2 separate regions of the Juglans regia genome follow, and region 2 is linked to region 1. Evidence: chromatin contacts called from public Hi-C data. All regions are on one chromosome and are shown on one strand. Each heading gives the region's core, a stretch centred on a gene start, on an enhancer-like site or on the middle of the called end of the contact. The rest is flanking DNA. Distances are from core to core; before and after follow the strand shown.

What was found. A called contact is a pair of places that touch in the nucleus more often than the background predicts.
Region 2: a Hi-C map of leaf shows a contact between it and region 1, with 2.6 times the contacts expected there. The contact joins the promoter of LOC108992164 here to the promoter of LOC118344779 in region 1. A contact is called at or near these places in 2 of 3 Hi-C or Micro-C datasets (both in leaf).

What each region holds. Positions count from the first base shown.
Region 1 is chr16:4,095,249-4,100,335 of Walnut 2.0, reverse strand. LOC118344779 reads left to right here and starts at 2,674. Exons shown (of 1, transcript XM_035686172.1): 1 at 2,674-3,369. The coding sequence starts at 2,674. The coding sequence ends at 3,369.
Region 2 is chr16:4,226,433-4,231,519 of Walnut 2.0, reverse strand. It overlaps LOC108992164, which reads right to left and starts at 2,326. Exons shown (of 3, transcript XM_018966632.2): 1 at 1,993-2,326; 2 at 1,820-1,909. The coding sequence starts at 2,253.

The sequences.
Region 1 (5,087 bases), core at 1,425-3,924:
CTGGTGGAAAGCCCACCTGTCAAGTCTACCATCGCCTAGGCTAACTACACTTCGTTGCTATCACATGTTTGATCTCACATATCGAGCTGACAACATTGCAAGTCCAATTGCTCTCCGGGCAACTTCTCAGCCATCTCAAGACTAAGGGTGTAATCGGTCTGGTCCGGTCCAGTCGAGGGAGGTCATGGATCAAAAATTTCGATCCATTATTTTTGCTAGATCGGACCGTTAGCTATCTGTCTAGTCAATTTGATTCGGTCCATGAATATTGTTTTTCCTCTTTTTTCTTTTTTTGACAAAACAATTAATACAAAAAATTAATCAAATTAGTAAAATTAAAATTAAGTGATCTCTTTAACATTTTTTATATGGTTAATGAATATTAAATAATTTCATTTTACATAAGATCAATGCTAATCCCTTGGATGAAAATTACATAATTAATTTGTACAACTAATATATATATATATAATAATATTATATATATAATATTTATATATATATACACATTCGGTTAGTCTCGGTCCGGTCCGATCTTGACCGAACCATTCATTTTGTTTGGATATTAATATTAAATATTAAACATATAATATATTTAAAATATTAAATATTACATATATATATAATATTTGTTTGGATATCTATTTTACTCTATAAATCTAATACAAAAATACTCTATCTTGATCAAGGAGAGTTTTGCAAACAATACACTTTATTTAAGTGTTATGTTACTCTCTCCCTAGATTCTTGTCGTGGGTAGTGGATGGACGGCCCTTGGTGCTAATTCACCCCCTCGATATCCAAACAGAGGCACGTACCCACGGCGGCGAGACTAGGGCACAGGGTCCCAACTCTCGACCCCGCCCATCCTTGGGCAGAGTCGGTAGCCACCGTCTTTGAGGTGTAGGTATCCCTCTTAATTAACGTTGATGAGGAAATGTTGCAAAAGAGCAAAAACTCCAGTGTAAAGAGATCAGATCGCTGACCTCTTTACAAAATCGATAGTTTCTACTCGGTTTCAATTCTTGTGTTCCAAGCTCAACCTACATGCTGTAGCATGTACCGTTTACCTTGAGGGGAGCTGTTGAAGCATTATCTGATAAGCTAGTACAAGTATCTGATAAGGATAAAGTCCAGCAACAACCATATATAGGTTAAGCTATAAGGACAAAGTTCAGTAACAACCAAATAGAGATAGAGTTTCATAATCTTTACGTGATTGTATTTGTGTATATTCTGATGTTTATGAATACTCTGTATTCTATTCTATAAATATAATACAAAAATACTCTCTCTTGAACAAGGAGAGTTTTCCAAACAATACATTTTATTTAATTGTTATGTTACTCTCTCCTTAGAAACTCGACGTAGGCAATGGATAAACGATCTTGGGTGTCAATTCGCCCCCCAACATCCAAAAGGGGTCACCTACCCACGGGGGGCGAGACTAGGCTCCACGGACCCAACTCTCCACCCCCATCCAAGGAGTCTACAGCCACCGTCTTTGAGGTGCAGATATCACTCTTAATTAATGTTGACGAGGAAATGTCGCAAAAAAGTAAAAACTCCTACCAATTTTTTTTCTTATTATTTTTGTATCTCCCTTTGGCGGTACCAAAATTCTAGAGCCATGCCGTACAAACTCTTTAACATGCAAACTTGGAAAAATCGTTTCTGATCTGGATGTCTTTTCTTTCCAAATCACTCTGTAATTACTTATTAATTAAGCTGAATTTTCCCTCGAATTTTCTCTCCTAATCTTTTACATATTGAGCACACAATACATGAACTTGAATTTTTACCCAACTTTCTATTAAAATATTATTACTTTTTAAAGTTAAATCCATTAAAATAAAATAATATTTTAATATCATTGAATTGTGTAAAAGTTGTATTGGGTTCTTTTGTTTTTTTATAATCATTCTTTTATTTTTCTTGTAGCCAACCCAACGTGTATGCAGACCGCAGCCAATGTTGACAAGTCAAATGTCTATCTCTTATGGATTTAACTAATTAATTGGTAATCTGCATGTGTGAGCAAAGGATTGTTTCGAAATTTCCCAACACTTATAAAATGGAAAGGACTGGCGTCATCATAATATTCAGCTGCCACCTCAGGTTGATTAATCACCATCAATTCAGCTGCAATTTGAGGGTGGCAATTGTCTCTAGAAATCGATGGGTGATGAATGAAAAACCACTGGACGACCGCCGAACAGTCACACCTTTTTCAAACTTCAATTTTAATTGTTTTAATTTGGATAGTCCTACGTGGGAGCTGGCAGCTGCCGTTAAGCATAATTGATTTTCTTTTATATATATATATTTTTAAAAAAATAAAAAAATATAATATTATTAAAAAATACTTCTTTAATTATTAAGTGAAAATAAAAAATAAAAAATAAAAAATTCTAGTAATAATATTGAGCTGTAAGAATTAAAAGTAAGAATGTAATTTTTCTTTTAATTTTTGAAATGTGAAATCTACAGTACGGTGGGTGTGTATTTATAATTGAAAAAAGCTGAGGTATGTGTAAAAGTGAATTTCACATTATGTTTTGATTCCAGTTAAATTTTTTTTTTTTTTTGGTTCTCTCTTGCAGCATTAATGTTATAAGTAAAAAAGCACCAAAGGTTTCTTTCCTCTTAGTACAGGTTACGGGCTCCTCTATCATGGAAGAGTCTCAAGAAGTACTAAGTCAAAGGCTGTCATTGTCGGAACAAGAGAAGGAGGAAATCATTGTGGAAGAGGTGCTGTTAGAAGAAACTAAACAAAGGGGAGAACATTCTTTGCTGGTATCTCTACTCATGGATAAGCACTACAATCATGAGGTTTTCAAGCAAAACTTGAGGAGAATCTGGCGACCTGTAAAGAAGATTTGGTTTAAGGAATTGGGATCTAAACTGCTACTGGTGGAATTCGAAGATCAAAGGGAGAAAGCCAGAGTGCAACGTGAAGGACCATGGCCTTTTGATAGGAATCTGGTATTGATGCAAAATTTTGAAGGAGATATACTGGCCAACAAAATAAAGATAGTAAAGGTAGTTTTCTGGATCAGACTATATGAACTTCCTTTGGGTGCAATGAATGAGAAGGTGGTGAGAATGATTGGTGATTGTATTGGTACAGTAGAGGAGATTAATATAGAGAAGGATGAAGTAGCATGGGGGCAGTTCATTAGAATGAGGGTCAGTTTGGATGTCACTAAACCTTTGATGTGTGGCAAATGCATAAACCTGTCTGCTCATGGAGTCTGTTGGGTTCGATTCACCTATGAAAGATTACGAACATTAGGCCTGTGCAAAATGCCTGCTGGGCCGCACAATCCACACAACCCGATTGGGTTGAACCCGTTAATGTCGGGTTGAGTAAATGTCGGTTTCATCATCCATCCAATCTGACCAATATCGGACGACACCTTTGAACCCGAAAGTCGAAATCCATTGCAGTGAAAAAGAAAAGTCTTCTCCCACTGCGGAATCTTAGTTTGAAAGCTACAAATCAAATGCGAGGCTTACGATGGGCGGAAACTAGAGCTATAAATCAAAAGAGTAATACCGAATTAAGCAAAAATCCACCAGGTTTTGCTGCAAACATTGCTCTTGTTCCACGTCTTTGCTCTAAGCCACCTGTAGGTATCCTTGATTCCTTGGACTTGACCGAATTTGCTTGCTTGTGGTTCTCTCATGATGCTATCTCATGGACCACTAGGATAGCCGAGGCACCCCAGACCCATTTTGAATTCTGGAAGACATTGTTTCCGGTGAGTGGGAACCTTGGTTTTGTTTGGTTGGTGAGAAAGTAGAGTGAATGGAAAGAAAAATGAAGTTTTTAGTATGTAGGCTTCTTTATGTGGTTTCGCATTTGATCATTTAGTTTTTTTTTTAGTAATCATGCATATGTTTGTTTGAATTATGAAAAGTTAGAAAATTGCCCTTTTGTTTGGCTACTGAGAAAGTTAAGAAAAAAGAAAGTGATGTTTTTGGTTACGGGGGTTTTTCGGTTCCAATCATCCTTGAAGCCATCTTTTTTTTTAGTTTTTAATGGTAATTTGATGGGCTTGAATATTTGAACTTTTCCTTTGGTATTTTTTTTATGGATTTTTTGTTGGATCATCAAATTAATATTATGCTGATGTAGATTGTGATGTTGAGCTCATAAACCTCACAGTTCCGTTGAGCTCATCATCTATCAAGTCCTTGAATATCGGAACTTGCACTTTGCCGATGGTTTTCTTTCCAAGAACGATACCTTCACAGTGAAGATCGAACTTCAAAAAAATATTCTGCTTGCAGTCATCATCAAGAACCGAGATTTCTTTAAGATCAAAGTGCATCTCGTGATTCTACTCAGGATTTCCATCCCCACTCTGTCCACTGGCATTTCTTGACGCTGAAGATGTTTTCGTTCTAGCTTCTTCGATTCATCATAGAAAAATGATTTTTTACTCTGCAGATTTTGTTTCTTCTTGACTTCATCATTGACCATCATTTTTTGACGCTGTAGATATTATTGGTCTGGCTTTTTCTTCGCTTCATCACAGACAAGTTAGTGGTGGTGGGGTGTCAGTGGTTAGAAAATGAAGAAAGGGAAAATGGAAAGAGGTGAAATGTTGGTTCTGAATTCTTGACCCGACCCGCAAACATGTGGGACGGATCGGTTTAGTATCTATTCTAAATGTTTGCGGGTCGGGTCGGGTCGGCCCCAAAGCTGGCTTCAGTGGATCGGGTTGCAGGCCTAACCAACATCAGACCTTGGAAAAAGTATTTATGATAGCTTGGGCATGTTGGAACAGAAGAAATCATGGGTCTTTGAGAAGAAACAGATCACACTTGAGGAGATCATTAACTATGCTCTTTCGTTACATCAGACCTTCAAGGCAATTAAAGCTGTAGATTAGAGCAGTTTCAAGAAGTTGTCTCAATGGCAGTTACCTCTACAAGGTATAACAAAACTCAATGTGGATGGGGCTATCTTTCATGCTGAGGGTAATGCATGGGTAGGTCTCATCTTAAGAGATTGGGAAGGGAAAGCGTTAATGGGAGTAAGCAAGAAAGAAGATGCTATGATGGAACCCCTAGAGATC
Region 2 (5,087 bases), core at 1,077-3,576, 130 kb before region 1:
TTGAAGTATACAAGAGCAAGGAAGATTTTCTTAAGTAAACTGTCCATGGAAGAAATTTGGAAATCATTTTGGCATACATCTATGATGATTGAGTGGTCTCTTTTAGAAGGCTTTCCTAATGTATGAAAAGAATTTTTTTTTTTTTGATAAATAATTTATGAAAAGAAATTATAGGTGAGATTCCTGGAAGGCCCACTGAGATTCAAAGATATCCTAGTTCTTTCATCATCTGGATCTAGAACTGTCTTTCTTTAGGTCCTACTTTATAATAGATAATAAATCCAACCACCGAATAACCATCCAAAGGCACCCATAAAGTACTTTAATTACTGCACTCAGTGCACTGGTCCAGCCCCTCCACAGCACTCATTTATTCTTGATTGCAAAATAAAAAAACATAATTTACTTTGACCTTCTCCCTTTATAATCACTGAACCAATCCTCTGGATCTAAATAATAAAACTTTTCTCCACCTATAATGATCAGATGATCCCTAATCATAGAATCTACTGGCTGTCCTACACATCACTATAGTTGAAATGACTGTCTCAGGGATTAAGTTATGATAGAAAACTCATGCATCAGAACTTGGAAACAGAATGATTAATCTGAGCATTGAGGTAAGCCTAGGAGGACATGAAATTTTGAAAATGTTCTTTATCGTGAAAACAACAATGGTGGCAGAAGCCTGTCAGATAGCAAAAGCAAGAACAAACCTTTTTATGAATATCTTGAAGGTCCCAAAGATTGTGCTAAACTTCATTGTGACGGTGTTATAAATGTAGGATGGATAGGTTGTTTGGCTATGCAGAGAGGGTGAAGAAGATGAACAAGTGGAATTCATCTTCCTCTTTTAAGTTATTGATGTGCTTAAAGAAGGCTTTTTTAAGGGTTTCATTGGTTTCCTTATTGTGATACCTCATATGATAAGAATAAGAGTAGGTGGTATATGAGATCCCCCATTGCTTAGGAAAGAGAAGTTCTTGCTCTCCAATTGTATCATTGACTAATCCTTTTGGAGTATAAGCCATGTGGTTTGGGCCTTCGATTGAGCGTTACAAATAGTATCAGAGCCTATCCCAACCAGAAATATGGGGCTTAAGCCATGCCATCTACGATAATTGGTCTGACGAAGACGTCAGGAATTTAAGAGGGGGAGATTGTGATACCACATATGATAAGGATAAAGGAAGGTGGTGTATGGGATCCCACATTACTTGGAAATGAGAAGTTCTTGCTCTTTATAATGTTTCAATATGACTCCAATTATATCATTGACTCGTCCTTTTGGAGTATAGGTCATGTGATTTGGGCCTTTCATTGAGGCGTTACACTTATAGACCATAGTTGTAACCATCCACCAACCCTTTCAAACATCATAACCATCAGTCTGAATTCCGAACCGGTAAATCATGTTTAGTACCTTAAATGTATAGGTGCTACTTGCACATGCTATAACTAGCTAAACAACCTTAGATGGTAGATTTTCTAACAACCGTCAGAAACTAATCCCACACACTAAGGTGCATCATGACATAGTTTCAATCAGCAAAGGCCGTCAATTAATTAAGAAGCTACATTTATGTGAAGTGGAAAAGATGTTGGGATATTTCAGCACATCCACTAGCAATTTAAATTCTTCCTTTAATAAAGACTATGAATAACACGTAGGCTACAAATGCTACTTCAAAATCTTAAGCGCTGCGGCAAAGAAGAAATAGCTATATAAAGGCGAGGAACGTTAAAACTTTGAAAATCTGAGACAACAAAATTAGCACAAAAAAAGACTTTGACTAACAAAATTTAAAACAAAACTGACCTCGGTGCCATCAGAGAGTACTTTGGCTAACACGGGTATCTCATATTGATAAGCCATTTCCCACTCAGGATTGCTGGTTATATCCATTATCTGACAAACTCACCGACACATTCACAATATACACGCATAAAATAAACATATACACACTCACGCACACAGATGGGCATATTTACCTGTAAATCAACATCGTGAAGGGAATCAGGGCCGGAGAGTAAGAAGGCAGCTTGGAGTTTTTCTTTGAGGCCATCACACAAACAGCAACCGGGCTTTGAGTAGAGAACGAGCTTTCTGGAAGGAGTGGAGGAAGAAGTCGACGACGAAAAAGATGAAGAAGCGAGAGGGGTGAAGACCCACCTGGGTATGGATCTTTGTCTCGTTAGCAACACCATCGAGGATGGTCTTGCCACTGCTGCGAATGCAATTGCCATATTCATACAAACAAATCCTCCGACCGGATAGCTTCCCCTAACTTTGGGGTTGAGTTTGGATTATATTTGTGGGCCGTTCTCAAGATATTGACGTGTTTTTTATGATCTGCTCTCCAGCCCATTGATTAATAAAGGACTGTTCATCCCGGCCCGGTAACCCGACAGTTTTATAAAAAATAAACTGTATATAAAAAAAACGACGTCGTTTACGTTCCGAGCTAACCGTTGGAGTTTTGGACTGCAGAATCAGTTCCAGACCTCACTTGTCCCTCTCACTCTCTCTCTCTCCGAAACCCTAACCGTCGAGCTTCCGCCGCCGTTTCTCTCGCCGGATCTTTCAAGCGTCAGCTTCTACAGACAACTCCGCCGGAAGGTTTTCTCCCGCTGAACCTGTAGGTAAGTTCCTCTCTCTTCGGTTTCTAGAAGCTCCTTGCTTTTTCTTTCTCTCTTCACTAAGTTGGAAAACACTCAAAAAAGCGGAGAGGTTTTCCAGTAGCTAAAAAGGAAGGGTTGATATATAGAAGTTAGAAATGTAGTTTTTTGGTTCAGGGGCGAAAAATGAAGTAGGGTTCATGTTTCAAACTATTAATTTTATACATTAGTACATTTTTTTAGGCGAAAACTGTAAAAATCTACTGCTCGGATCTGATCAATATATTCAGTCAGATTTAGGTGCGGTTTGGATAATGAGATGAGATAATTTTATATGAAAGTTGAAAGTTGAATAAAATATTGTTAAAATATTATTTATTAATATTACTATTATTTTAGAATTTGAAAAAATTGAGTTGTTTATTATATTTTGCGTGAAAATTTAGAAAAATTGTAATGAAAAGATTACATGAGATGGGATGAGATAAATACTTTCATTATCCAAATGGGACCGTAAACTATTAAACAGCAATGATGATCTATACATTCAAAACTGCGTGAAATCCCCCACTTAAATCATCCAAATCGATAACTTTGCTTTCTGTTCTTTCTGCCTCACTAATTTTATGGAGCTCTGAATTTAGTTCAACAATCTGCTTCCGTAACTTTTCTCCCTTATCTGGCAACCTGGCAACCATGGCCTAAAAAAAAAAAAAGAGAAAAAAAAAAAGAACAATCCGAGCAAATTACTTATAATCAAGCAGATGCCATATCATTAAAAAAAAAGACCACCTTTTTTAATAGGAAGAAAATTTTATAAAAAGGGAAGACTCAACCTTTTATAGTTTAAAGTTTAGTTTAAACTTTAATATGACCCCTAACTAAATTCAAAAGACCCAAAATGTTTGTTGGATAGCTATGGTCAAGATTTGTTAGTTAAGTTCTTGGTGGTGTTACCTTTTTGTTTTCCCTTATAAGTAGTTCTCAGTTGTTAATTCGAGAGTGGTTTCCATCTCTCATTATTTTTTATGAGGTTTCTGATTTGATTGTCCCCAATGGTTGTTGTTCTTTGGACTTTTCCATTGTTTATGGTATTTCAGCCGATTTGTGTGAATGTGTTTAAGCTGGAATTAGTTGGACCCTACTTCAATGCAGGCGCTTCTCGCTGGCATGTCATATATCAGTTTATAATAGTGTGTAAAGGAATTTGAGTTTAGAGTTTCGAAGAATAAGAGGAAGTTGTTTATAAAGCCGTATATATTTCTCTTGAAATTAGGCCAGTAACCAAGTTGGTGATACGATACCTCTTCATGGATAGTTCATGAAAAGGTCACACTCTGCACTAGCAAGCGATTAATGATTGGAACTGTTTATGCCTGACACAATCTGATTGTGAACGTGTTTTCAATAGCCTTGACATTTCTCAGAAGGAATAATTAATACAATACACTTAAAATACGCAATTGAGTGGGGGATTTAAGCATCCCCCCAAAGTCAAACATTAAATCTACTTTAAGTCAAATGCAGTAACATGACGAAGCACAGGGAACATTCCATCCTAGAGCCACACAATCACCAAAAATCATTGCATGAACAATTCCCATTCTTAAAATGATAATATCTATCCCACAAATGCGAAGATTTTGTACTACCCGAATAACAATCCCAGAAACGACCTTAAGCAACCCGTAAGCCATGGCTAACCTCTCATTATGCCAAACTAGTTGTCTTTCCTTTTATTGCCATTCCATGCCATGTAAAACAGAACTAGTATCAGTTACATAACTTCTTTTTCTCATCTCTACATCCAACTCCTTAAGAAAACCAAAAATCTCATCCTTCATAGGATGAGGTCTCCCCAGCATAAAACACTTGGCTTTCCTTTCCAAATTCAATGCAGCTATATCCTGGTCACTTTTTAACTTCTATCACCATCATCAACTTTCTCACCTTGGACACCTTTTCCCACATTGCAGCAATAGCACAAAAGTTATTGATGGATCTTCTGGCTCGAAACTTAATAAATTATTGATTAATCATTTCTTATTATTTTCTTTTTATAAGTAAGAGGTAAATTTTATTGATATGAATGAAATAGGCAAAGCCCGTGTACACAGGAAGTATACAAGAGAACACCTAAATACATTCTAGGATCTAGAAATTAAAACCAGAAAGTCGTGAACATTGTTTCCATTAAGCACAATAGCTGAAAACCAAAGCAATAAAGTGTGTAAAAAAAAGTTCTGAAGCTCCGCCGTTGTACGTTCCCTATCTTCAAAGCACCATGCATTCCATTCATTTCTTATTATTTGGCATCCTTTTCATTCTCCATTCCATTCTGTTTTCTATTTGTGCACAAATGAGCTAGTTTCCATCAAACCAGCATAAAAGAAAACAGTAGGTTTGCCATTACTACTTTTTCTGCCCCTTTGGGTTGGTGCATGATTTGCTTTGCTATGTATGTTCCT